Linked DNA regions of Mus musculus: region 2 is linked to region 1. The links are chromatin contacts, called in public Hi-C maps. All regions are on one chromosome and are shown on one strand. Each heading gives the region's core, a stretch centred on a gene start, on an enhancer-like site or on the middle of the called end of the contact. The rest is flanking DNA. Distances are from core to core; before and after follow the strand shown.

Region 1 (6,422 bases), core at 428-2,927:
AGAGAAGAAATGTTAGCTCCCAAAGCTGATCCCAAAATAAAGGAGGGCCAGGGGAAGAAGGGGAGGAGGGGGAGGAGAAAGGAGGAAGGGTGAAGGGTGAAGAAGAGGGAGAAGGAGAGGAAGGAGGAAGAGAGGGAAGAGGAAACACCCTAGAAGCAAACAGAACTGCAAGGAAACCCAGACTTGATTGACATGTCAACCTGCTAGATCCAGCTGTCTGCCACCAATTATGAGACTGTTCCCCCTAAAGGAGCCAATGTGTGCCCTTGTATTCCTGAATTCAACTTTAACGTTAGACTTCTGTTTTGTAAACAGGCTCTCATGTAGCACAGGCTGGCCTTGAACTCACTATATAGCTGAGGGTAACCTTGAACTTCTGAGTCTCTGCCCCCACCTCCTGATTGCTGGGTTTACAGGCATACTACACGCCTACCTGGCTTTGTGTCCTGCTAGGGACTGGACCTACAGTGTGAACCCAGAGCATTCATTCTTAAGGCTTGCTACAGTGGGTGTGGGGTGCCCCCACCCTCAGAGCCTTACCCCCGTCCACCTATGCTTCCAAACTGTGCACTCTTCCAGGAGAGACTGAAGGTGTCACTCCCAAATCCCTCAGGGTCTCTGAGGTCTGTACCAACTCCAGGGTCCTCATTTCCTGGCTCCAGCTCCATCACTTCCCTGGAGACTCCCAGCTCAGCTGTGTGTTCAAGGCCATCTGTGCTCCTGGGTCCCAGGTCATGCCAATATCTTGGGCTTAGGCCCTTGAAGATTTAGGGCTTAGTGACCGCTTCATTCTCTCTGCTATTCCAAAGGCAGTCTGCCTTCTCCATTCCAGGTGCTGTCCCATCACTCCCTGGGGACCAGTCAGTGACAGGAACTATACCCACATGCTAAAGTGTGAACCAGAAGCATTTTGCCCCAGCAGGACCCACAGAATACCAGGCACTAGTCCATAGCCCCAAGCTTCTGTTCTCTGTGGCAGTGATGGACCGATTTCAGCCCGCATCTCTATCTCCTCCTCCTCCTGCCTCCTTCTGCCTCCTCCTGCCCAGGTTGGAAGGATCTACCGGTAACTTCAGGCTTCATACAAGCTCAGCTTGTAGAGACTAGCACACTGGAGACAGGGTAGGTAGGGGAAGAGCATTCTGGGCTCCATCTGCAAATGGTATCATATGTCCTAAAGACAGGTGACAGTGTGCCTGCCATCTCAGAGCCTGGCTTTATTTTAGGTCGCTAGGACTGCTGCTGTGTGAATGATGTTCACGGCGGCAGAAATACCACTTGGCTAGTTATAAGCAAGCTTTGTCTATTTGTTTGTTCGTTTGTACCCATTTTCCACAACTGTAAATGATGTAATGATGACACATTTCCAAAAATAGAATGGAGAAGTGGTACCCTAAGGATGTGACAGAGCTTTCCTGGGGTCTACCCCAGCACTTGGACCACAAGCCAAAGTGTGAGCCAGGAACCAGCCAGCATGCTCAGAGCAATTTGCACGGTCCCTTACTTAGCTCCATGTTGTTCCCTTGGGGGCGAAAAATATCAAATCTAGTAGCTAGAGCCCTTGGCTCACCGAGCCCTTGCTTCCGCTGATGAATCTGGCATCTTCTCCCTCTGAGACGCAGTTGTCACTGCTGGTCCCATTTTACAGATTTGAGGAACTGATACTCTGACTTCCCCAAGTCTGCTCTCAGATCCCCAAGGTACATGCTCCACAGAGAAACTTGTCCCTCACAGCAGGCTTTGTTCGTGTTTGAAATCCAGGCAAATGCCTGGAAAGAGCGTTCTAAATATATTTCTCTACTATAGATGCTGATCGCCTGCTACTGAAACTGGGAATTAGCTTGTCTGCCTGAGGATGTGGCTGCTGCCTTCCAGAGAAGACACAGGAGAAATCTGCACACTGCCAGCCTAGCAATGCTGCCGACGGCTTCCAGCAAAAGAAGAACCTTCGCTGCCAGATACTTCAGTAAGGATTTGGCTCTATGGTGGGGAATGGCTGCCTGTGTGCTTGACTTCGTGCTTAAGGGTGGGGTCGCTCGGTGACACTGAAGGAGCCTCGTTGGTCTTGCGGGCTGTGGGCACCATGAAGTGGGGACTCAATCTTCCTTCAGCTCTCAGCACAAGTTGGTTAGCCAGCACTCAGCCATGACCCAGCATCTGCTCTCTGTGAGCCTGGAAATCAGGCTCCAGTGTCAAGGGTCCTGGGTTCCAATGGCTGGGGACTCTAATGACAGTTGACGGCCATGAGGATCACCATGACCACAGACTGCTTGGACACTGGATAGAGCTTCCACAGGGAGAACTGGGCATCCCAAGGCTCCTCTGTCTGTGCCAGGAAGCCACCCAGCCTGGTAGTGAACTGAAAGATGCAGAGAGGATGATTGAATAGCTCCGGGAAGCTCTGGGAAGGCAGCAGCTAGTCACAGTGGGACTAGTGTCTGTTCGAGTCACTGACAGATGATGGTCTGGTATTCCCTGAAGATGCTGGGCCCCTCAAGAACTGAATCGTGTAGGTGCCAGGTCACACAGGTGTAGATCCTGAAGGTGCAAGGTCATACAGGTGCTGGGTCTTGCAGGTGCTGGGTCTTGCAGGTGCTGGGTCTTGCAGGTGCTGGGTCTTGCAGGTGCTGCATCATACAGGTGCTGGGTCTTGCAGGTGCTGGGTCTTGCAGGTGCTGCATCATACAGGTGCTGGGTCTTGCAGGTGCTGCATCATACAGGTGCTGGGTCTTGCGGGTGCTGAGCCTTGCAGGTGCTGCATCATACGGGTGCTGGGTCTTGCAGGTGCTGGGTCTTGCAGGTGCTGGGTCTTGCAGGTGCTGTGTCATAGAGGTGGTAGACCCTGCTGGAGCTGCCCGACTTAAATGTGTGTGCACAGGATGGACCTCAGGCAGGAAGGAGCTGGTTGTGTTTGTAGCTGGGTGGTGTCTTTGGTAGGTTAGACCTGAGTGCTGGATTCCAGAAATAGATGCCATCAGTAACGTCCTCTGGGCCCCAGTCCTCCTCAAGCTTGCCAACTTCCTCTGGAGACTTCTGTTTAGCCAGCCTTAGGTGGAACGCAGGCTCCTGCACATGTTTATGTCTCTGCCAGCACTAGGAAAAAGTGAACAGAGCCACAGGGCTCAGACTCCTGCTGTGCCTCTGTCGTCCTGAGCAGGCATGTGTTAGGTGAGGAGAAAGTTTCTTCTTCCACAAAGGCAGGGTTGCGTGAGCTGGAAGCCAGGTCTGGGCTCTGAGACCTGGGCTAGAGTCTAGGTAGACGCTCCAGTCTGGGGAGAAATCGGGCTGCGGGCAGCTGGGATCACAGTATCTGACACTCTGAAGGTATTCTCCTCCAGCTGGGGTCACAGCACAGTCCAGCACCGAAGGAAAGGCCCTGGCTTTTGTTGGAGGGTCAGTTGCCAGATTTGTCTGATATGATGGATTGTCCCCGCTGCCCTGCTCTGAAGGGCGTGTGCCAACCTGTTGAGAAAGGGACAAAGACTGTGTTACATGAGATTTAATGAATAAGATTGAATTGATTTTTATATTAAAGTAAAATTCACATGGCAGAGAGTTGGCCGTTTTGAAGTGTAAGATCCAGCGGTGGTCCAGACAGGCAGCATGCTGTGCGGCTGCACCTCAGACTACCTGATACACACTGCCATCCTCTGTGGACTAAGCAGCCTTCCCACCCCCCACCTCCCATTCCTGACAGCCACCAGTCTGTTTTTCTGTCTGTGTGGATTTCGCTGCTGCACAGGTCTGATAAGTACACGGCATGTTTCTCTGTGTCAGGCCTTTTGTACTCATGATGTAGCAAGTGTCTGTACTTTCTTCCTCTTGATTGCATTGGTTCTGAGTGACAATTGTCTCAGACACTTAGGCAACTTTGAGAAAAATGGCACTGAGGTTTCACAGAAGGCTTCAGAAAGGGAAAATGTTAGTGGGGACAGTGGGGACAGTGGGGACATCTCTCTCTCTCCATCCTTGATCTGCCCTTCACTCCATCCCTACTCCTGGTTTAATCATTACAGGGAAGAACTGATAGAATGAAATGTGTGTGTGTGCGTAGAGGGTGCTATTAGAGTGACTTATAGACTATAGTCCTGCTACTCCAACAATGCCTGTCTTCCAACAGAAAGGCCAAGAATTTGGTAGTTGTTCAGCCTAAGAGTCTGGATATCTCACTTGGTCTTCAGTTTATGTTAAAGCCCCAAAGACGAAGGTTCTAGAACCAGGAGGAGGATAGATGAACTTTCTGTCGAGAGTTAGGAGAAGCAGGCAAAAAGTCAGAGTTTCCTTCTTCCATGACCTTCCATATGGGCTGCCACCAGAAGGTGTGGCTCAGATGTAGGGTGGGTCTTCTGACCTGAAATGATCCAGTCAAGAGAAATCTCTCCCAGGCATGCCCACATGCTTGGGTTTTAATTTATTCCAGATGGAGTCAAGCTGACAGCCAAGCTTGGCCATCACACCTGGAGAATGTTGCTGAGGGACGTAAATTTGCTCTTGACTGCTGTTTGCAAAAAAATTGGGATGAATATACAGTTCCCGGGGATTAAATTTCTCTGCTGTACCTAATATCGTCACCTTGCCACACCACTGTTCTGCTAGAGGACCTGCTGGAACTTTCCTAGTAGCAGGAAGCCAGAGCTACTTGACTCTGTTGGATGCTTTTGTGCCTTGTGAAAGGTCACAGAGTTAACGTCCTTGATTCTAGTGTGTTAACAAAAGGGACAGACAGACAGGTACTGCACCTCTCAGGTGTCAAACTTAGACAGCTGTGTTTCTGAAATCAACCCTGTTTGCTAAGGGTTCATCTTTTTAATCTTTCTGGAGTTTCCTTTGCTGGCTTACTTGTGCTTGGCACTGCTGTGTGTGTTCTTGCGGAATGATGGACAGCAATCTTCTTTTGCACAATCTCCTGTCTAGCTTTGACATCACAAGAACAGTGATCTGGGAACCAATCCCGTTTGCTGTCCCTTCTAGTCAGGGTTACTGTTGCTGTGATGAGACACCATGACCAAAAGCAAACTGGAGAGAAAAAGGTTTATTTGGCTTCCACTTCCACATCACTGCTCATCATCAAAGGAAGTCGGGACAGGAACTCAAACAGGGCAGGAACCTGGAGTCAGGCGCTGAGGCAGAGGCCATGAGGAGCGTGCTTCTTGGCTTGCTCCCCATAGCTGCCTCAGCCTGCTTTCTTACAGACCTCAGGACCACCAACTCAAAGATGGCCTCTCCTACAGTGGACTGAGACCTCTGACATAAATCACTAATTAAGAAAATTCCCTACAGCCAGATCTTACGAAGGCATTTTCTCGATTGAGGTTCTCTCCTTCAAGATGACTCTAGCTTGGCAAGTTGGTGTAAAAGTCGCCAGCACAACGTCAAGGTTTTCTTTCTGTGGCTGTGATGAATGCCACAAGAAAATCAACCTGGGAAGGAAAGAATTTATTCGACTCAGTCTTGGAGGTCACTGTGCATCGCTGAGGGAAGTCGGGTCAGAAGCTGAAGCAGAAACCATGGCGGAAGGCTGCTTTGTGGCCCACTCTGTCTCATGCTTAGCTAGTTTATTAGACAGCCCAGGACCGACTTATCAGGGATGTCACCACCTGTATTAGTCAGGGTTCTCTAGAGTCACAGAACTTACGGATAGTCTCTAGTTAGTAAAGGAATTTATTGATAACTTACAGTCGGCAGCCCAATTCCTTACAATTGTTCAGTCGCAGCTGTGAATGGAAATCCAAGGATCTAGCAGTCACTCAGTCTCACACGGCAAGCAGGCGAAGGAGCAAGAGCAAGAGCAAGACTCCCTTCTTCCAATGTCCTTATATTGTCTCCAGCAGAAGGTGGAGCCCAGATTAAAGGTGTGTTCCACCACACCTTTAATCCCAGATGAAAGGCGTAGCCCAGATTAAAGGTGTGTTCCTTAAACTCGGAGATTCAATCTTCTGGAATCCATAGCCACTATGGCTCAAGATCTTCAAACCAAGATCCAGATAAGGATCTCCAAGCCTCCAGATAAGGGTCACTGGTGAGCCTTCCAATTCCGGATTGTAGTTCATTCCAAATATTGTCAAGTTGACAACCAGGAATAGCCACTACAATCCACCCCTTGTCAACTTGACACAAATAATATCTCATGTTCACATGAAACAATAACAAGGTTGTAAATACGCCTAACATGATATAACTAGTCCTCGTACAATCGCAAACGCATTTGTAAATTTACAATGGGCATTCATATTACTTTATAATCCTCGTTTCTGCAACTGGTTACGTGGCCTTAATTGGTATTTATAACTACCTTCCTCTACTACCCATTCTGTATTTCCTTCTCCTTCAGCCAGCACCTCAGCAGGTCTTGGCTCTTTTCCTGGAGGATTGACCCATACCTTCATTCCTGATGGGTCTGCATCCTTTGTCATCCTGCTTGG
Region 2 (6,376 bases), core at 3,641-6,140, 66 kb after region 1:
ATGCGTGCACTCAGGATGGACTGATGATGCAGAAGGCACTAGGATCGGAATGGGCTGATGACGCAGAAGGCACTAGGATCGGGATGGGCCGATGACGCAGAAGGCACTAGGCGTGTGCAGGAAGCAGGCACGGGGGTTAGGGGACTAGAAGAACAGTCTCGGCCATGCTTGGAATCCTGCAGATAATAATGCCTAAAGCTTTACACCAAGACACTGTACCATAAACATGGCATTTGGAAAGAAAGACAATCCCATTAAAGAGACAGTGGAAGGTGCTGATTCTGACAGTGGCAGGGAAGGAATGAGTTACTGTCTTGTGGCACTGTGGAGAACAATTTTATTCCTTGAATAACTGCTCTTCGAAGTCAGTAAAATAAAGCCGCAGTAATTAATATGGATTTTGAGGATTATAAATAAGTCAAATCAAAGCCACCGGGTAAAGCTTGGGGTAGACCTGGGAATGACCTATGAGGATAATGCCAACTGAGATTTCTGTGTCCAGTTTTGATGTCTCACAGCAGACTGTATTCACGCAATCCACCTCTTTAGTGATTTTTAACTTAACCAAGAGAGAAAACAATGAAATCAAAGGCAAGAACGGAACAGAGCCACAGCCTAGAGTATTCTTCAGATAATCAGAAAAGGGATGTTAAGAGACTAGACAAGTCACCAGGGGCTACCACTGAGTCTCACGATGGCCTCTAAAGAGCAGGCCTTGACCTAACAATGCCAGGTCAGGAACATGCCATGAACAGTGTGTGTGTGTGTGTGTGTGTGTGTGTGTGTGTGTATGTGTGTGTGGCAGCCCATCTCAGGGAGGAGTCTAGAGGACAGAGTGTGAAGCTAGTCTCACACAGAACAGAAGCAGCAGCTGTTAGCCAGGCGTTGGATGTGGCCCAACCTGGGTGCCAGAATCCTGAGCTGGGCCTTCATTCTGTCTCAGTGTAGGAGAGATCTGCTGTGGTTGAAGGGCTTGCACCCAGCCACTGGGGAAGCCATTTTCAGCTGACAAGTAGGAGCAAGGGGGCACAGATGGGAGGCTCATGGTTGAGAAAAAGGGCCTGGAAATAGCAGGGCAGTGTGGAGCGCAGTGTCTGAGGGACACTAGAGTGCTCAGGCATCTGCAGGCTCTGGCAGGGACAGTTGAGAGGCTCTTTCAAACAGACTGAGTTTCTGTTTTGCCTCTTTAGTTTCTTTTTTCTTTCCTCTTTTTCCAGGATAGTAAGTGTTAGGAGGCTGAGCAGCAAGGAGTAGTAGAAAATTGATTTAAAATTTGATTTAATTTAGCATAAAAGCCTGGGGTTGACAAGATGGACGAGAAAGAGGCTGCAGTTGAAGTTAGCATTAATACAATCAAAAGTCATCAGGGAAGCCAATAAAACAGAAAGTGCCAACATAGAACTAAGTCCCACAACAAACAGAGAAGGAGTTCATTTGGGGTTGGCTAACTGCTCCTGGGCATGGGGCCTGCCCTGGAGTGTGGTTGATATTCCCAGTGAAACTCCATTGGAGAAAATTGATTGTCTTTCTTTCCTAGCAGGTATCAGTTGCAGACAGCTTCTTTTCCTGTGTTCACTCCCTCTTTTCAGAGTTGGAACCTCATCTGGCTTGAACTTGTTCAGGTTCTGTGTATGTTCATCTCTGTGGTACATACTCATTTTAAAAGACACAAGAAAAAAATGTATCTGAATTTTATAATATTGAATATACATTATGTATGGTAAACTGAGTACATTGTTTAATTGGAATTAAAAGAAATATTTAGGTGGGGAGGAAACCTTATGTGGGGGTTGGGTAGGTCAGCCAGTCCCATAACTTGAAAGTTATAAGGAATGTCTCTCACTTTCTGGGACTATCATTTAGCAAGATTTTCAACCCCAAACAAAGCTCAAGGGGTGATATTGAGGGCCCCTCCTTCCCACCTCACCTCAGAGAAGAAAGTGTCTCACTTTTAGATGAGGGAGGTCTGACATCTTGCCTATGATGTTGGGTGCTCCAGTAGCATGTGACAGCTAGGACAACCTCAGTGAGAACTTGGCTTGGAAAGGAATCCAGCAGGACCCAGGGAGGATGCTGTTTGCTTGCTTGTACCTAGCTAGCTTTCCTAAGCCCTTCAGGACCACCTGCCTTGGACCACATCAACTAACAATCAGGAAAACCCCCTCATACATGCACATGGAACTGTCTGATCTAGGCAGGTTTTCAACTAAAAGTCTCCTGTCATGTGACTCCAGACTGTGTCACCTAGACAGTTAAAGTTGACCAAGACACTTGCCATGGGTGCCTGGTGTCTGAACTTCAGCAAGTCATTTGTCAGATATAGATGATATAGAGATAGAGATAGAGATAGAGATAGAGATAGAGATAGAGATAGAGATAGAGATAGAGATAGAGATAGAGATATAGCTTTCTGGACTTGGGCTCATAGCTCATTAGCTCATAATCAGAGAAGACATTTGTTGTGATTTAAATGAAAAAAATATGTTAGGAGTTGGAGAGATAGTTTCACAGTTAAAGTGCTCACAGCTCTTCCAGAGGATCTAAGTTTGGTTCCCAGCACCCAAATCAAGTGGTTTATACCTGCCTGTAATTCTAGCTCCAACGGACTCTTTGGGCCTCTGTGAGGACACACATTTGGCGTACATTCATACACACACACACACACACACACACACTCACACTCACACACTATCCCCCATAGCTTGAATGTGAACACGTGTTGTCCCCGTTTGGAAGGGTTATTAACCATTAGAAGGTAGAGCCTTGCTACAGTGTGTCATTGGCAGTGAGATTTGAGGGTTTAAAGTCTCACCTGACATCTATGCTTCCTGTGTGTAGATAGAAACTGGGATCAGCCAGCCTCCAGCTCTTGCCACCATACCATACCCTCCTCACTGTGGTAGACTCTCTATCCCTCTGTAACTGTAAGCCAAAATAAACTCTTTCCTCCTTAAGTGAATTACACTCAATGAAGCCTTAGCAAGTCACCCAGCAGAGAGGGGTCCATGACAGGCAGGGGCCCCCAACCTTGCCTCTGCCATGTTGGTCAATTTGATGGAGAACAGTAAAAGCCAAGCCCTCTGACTGGACCACAGACTCACTTCTCAGCTGTGTTCTGTCCACCTACTCTGTTTTCCCCAGCCCCACACTCTGCAGTCTCCAAGGCTGACCACCTGCATCCCTTCCCTTCCCTGGACACATGCCCTGCTCCCTGCAGCAAGTTGGTGGCATTTCCCCTCCTCTTGAGTATGAAGCTGGGCTTGGGACAAGTTGGCCTCTAAGTGATACTGAATGCATTCCAGTCCCCACCTCTGAGAAGCCAAACTGTGCACAGTCTGGGCAGGGCAGGGCAGAGCAGGGACACTGTGTAGGGAGAGAGCTCCCAGGGCCCTGCTAAATGAGTAAAGCCTTGAGTCTTCTGTCCCAGGCAGCTACCAGCTGTGTGCAGCTGTGTAAGTGACCCTAGACCACACCCTGTGGAGCAGAACTGTCCCCTGAGCCCTGCCCAAAACTCATAGTTCATTCTTTTCAAGCCACTAAGTTTTTGGGTGCTTTGTTATACAGCGGGGAATAACCACAACGGTTTAGAAATAATTATGCCAACCTTCCAAGACCTGCAAGATGTGTAGATCTGCTTCTAGCCAGTTGAGAAAATGGATGTCACACAGAACAAAATAAAAAAGTGCTGGGGCCACAACTGAGAAAATGCCGTGAGTCTAGAACCAACTCTTTGAATTACTGTCCCGGCGCGTGATAGTGACACTGTTGAAAACCAAAAACTTAGGTAATGAATTTGCAGAGCTGCGAGGGACATCTCTGGCAGCTGGCATTGACAAGCTGGGTTCATGGAAAATTGTTAAGTCAAAATGGAAAGGTCTAGCTTTGGTTTCAAACAGCTGTTTGATCCCACAAAATAGAGTGATCTAATTAAGACTAGTTAAAAACATATGCCAAGAGTAGGGGCTGATTCCTGTAATCCCAGTCCTTGGGAAACTGAGATTGGAGGATAACGAATTCAAGGCCAGTCTGAGCTTTGTACTGTACTCTGTCTTTAAATACATATACACATATATACATATATTTGATATATTCAATTAGATAAATGTATTTATATGTATATATTAATATATTTAAATATATATAAAGAGAGAGTACAGTACATATTTAAATAGAAATATATAGAGAGAGTATAGATATTGTATACTTATAATATGTATTATAATATATTATATTTTAAATATTTATATCATATATAAATGCTATGTGTGATATAAATATTATAAACATATATTTTATAATAATATAATATAATATAAATGTATAAATTATAAAAGTATATAAGTAACTATATTATATAATATATTATATAAAATTTATATATATACATATACACACATATATATGTGTATATATATGTATGTATTTAGGGACTGGAGAGATGACTCAGTGATTAAGAAAGCTTGATGCTGTAGTAAAAGTCGAGAATTTGGTTCCTAGCACTCATAATGGGCAGCCTACAACTACCTGAATTTCCAATTCCAGGCTATCAGACACCCTCTTCTCACCTCTAAGGGTGCTTGCTCACATGTGATATACACTCACATACCCATACACATTTTTAAAAAGTCAAATGAAGCAGAATTAAGGGTTTAATTAGCTGAAGGCTCAGTAGAAACTAATAGTGAGATATGTTGTGGGGGGGACAGCTAATGAGACCCTTGAGTCCTGTTACAAAATGCACATAAATTATGATACCAGGGAGGGGGAGCCCTGCTGAGCTCAGCCATACTCAGACCTGGTCTACTTGGAGAAAGATAGAGTCACCTCAAACACTGCATGTTCAGTACAGCAGGAACAGGGATCCATGAAGATGAGGTATGTGAACTCCTGTGAGTCAGAAAAAAAAACCTCAGTATATCGCCTAAGGCAAGGAAATCCTGGGACCAGCTCTATATAAGGCATTCAGCCTCATGCAAAATAATGAACCAACTTGCCGTTCATGACCGCTCTGTTCCTATGGTGTGGCAGACTGGAGCAGGTGAGCTGTGGTCCCCAGGGCTGATGGCACATAGCTTGGAGGGGGGTTAAACAGAGATCGTCCCTAAAGGCCTTTCTGGCTCTCAAAGTCAAAGGTGAGTGGGGACCACTTAATGCACAGGAATGAAATCCTGGAATCACCTAAACCAGAGGGATTCTCCAAAGCCACGTGCTGTATGAGTCAAAACTGAGGCCAGAAGAGAAGCTGGTGAGTTCTGTGGTCTGTCCAGAGCAGGTACTTTCCCAGAATTCCAATTGTTGGTGCTCATCATGTTCTTCAGTTGCCATCTTGTGCAGAGAATCTGAGCCCTGGGGTCCATGCCAGGCCTGATGAACGTCTCCAAGGAGACACAATTAATAGTGGACACAGTATGGGCCTTGGAGCCTGCAGCTCCCGTAAGTCATAATTGTTCAAATCTCCTCCTCCCTGCTGCTGAGTCCATCCACAGCACATGAACAAGTTAGCAATGTCCTCCCAAGCAAGACAGTCCTACCGCAGACCCGCACGCTGGTTTAGCTATGCTCAAAAGGAGTACAGTGGAGCTTAAAGGAGAGGCACGGAAGCATCCATAGCAGGCCCTCCTGCCATTCAGCTGTGACAGAGACACAGACATGACCTTGAGTTAATTGGCTGCTGATAGGCTCTGTTAGCATGGCAGAGGAAAATTAGACTGTACATCCCCTCTTGCTTAAAAATGCCCTTGGAGACAGCTTCAAATGTCTCTTTTGTGAGAAATTACTAGACTCTTATAAAAAGAGAGGTATCAATTATTTAGCTCTAAATCTGAGGATTCATGTTCTCTTTATGGGATTCTTAGATGTTTGCAGCCATTTGAGGACCTTAAGTTCTGCTGTTATAGATATCAAAATCCGAATTCTAATCAAACAAGTTAAATCAAAAAAGCTGTATTTACAAAAATCAAAATGGCAACCCCAGAAGCTCACTTTTAAACAAATCTCAATTAGAACAATTTTCCCTTCCTGAAACATGTTAAGAAAAAAAAATCATGAATGAAGTTGCCTTAAAACTTGTCTTATACCTTCCTGGAGCTCTAGAGGTGACAGTGGGGCTAGCTGGGAACATATTAATTATAGTTATATGATTAAAATATTTACAATCATTATATTAATAATTATATGAGAATATGCCTTCGATCCTCTAGGGAAAGGAAACTCACTACTCAGCCTTGTCATCTAAAACTGACCTCAGAGCACTGTTCAAGGCTAGCCTGGGCTACATCACAAGAGCATCTCAAACAAAACCAATGCCCAGCCTTCACGTTTCCTCCAGTGTCCCTGGTCATTCATTTATGAAGTGAGCTCCTCTTGGTCTACTAAT

The links. A called contact is a pair of places that touch in the nucleus more often than the background predicts.
Region 2: a contact with region 1 is called in a Hi-C map of embryonic fibroblasts, with 23 read pairs. The contact joins the enhancer-like site here to the promoter of Arhgap22 in region 1. A contact is called at or near these places in 7 of 39 promoter capture datasets (3T3-L1-derived adipocytes, the HPC-7 cell line, HPC-7-derived erythroid cells and 4 more), 1 of 15 datasets of contacts at CTCF or cohesin (the NIH/3T3 cell line), 36 of 484 Hi-C or Micro-C datasets (B cells, the C2C12 cell line, the CH12 cell line and 22 more), 22 of 115 datasets of contacts at active chromatin or transcription factors (the HPC-7 cell line, PVALB interneurons, acute myeloid leukemia and 16 more) and 3 of 9 other capture datasets (adipose tissue, liver and pancreatic islet).

Annotation. Positions count from the first base shown.
Region 1 is chr14:33,215,146-33,221,567 of GRCm38.p6, forward strand. It overlaps Arhgap22 (Rho GTPase activating protein 22), which reads left to right and starts at 1,678. Exons shown (of 11, transcript NM_153800.4): 1 at 1,678-1,700; 2 at 1,807-1,966. The coding sequence starts at 1,915.
Region 2 is chr14:33,277,696-33,284,071 of GRCm38.p6, forward strand. The region is part of intron 3 of Arhgap22 (Rho GTPase activating protein 22); the gene reads left to right. Among named protein-coding and RNA genes, the nearest start is that of Gm41130, 49 kb to the left of the region's middle. Within about 2 kb of position 4,891, at least 9 of the 459 cell types and tissues checked have an H3K27ac peak or open chromatin away from gene starts, as enhancers often do. A contact at or near this core is called in embryonic fibroblasts and trophoblast stem cells, where this site is marked.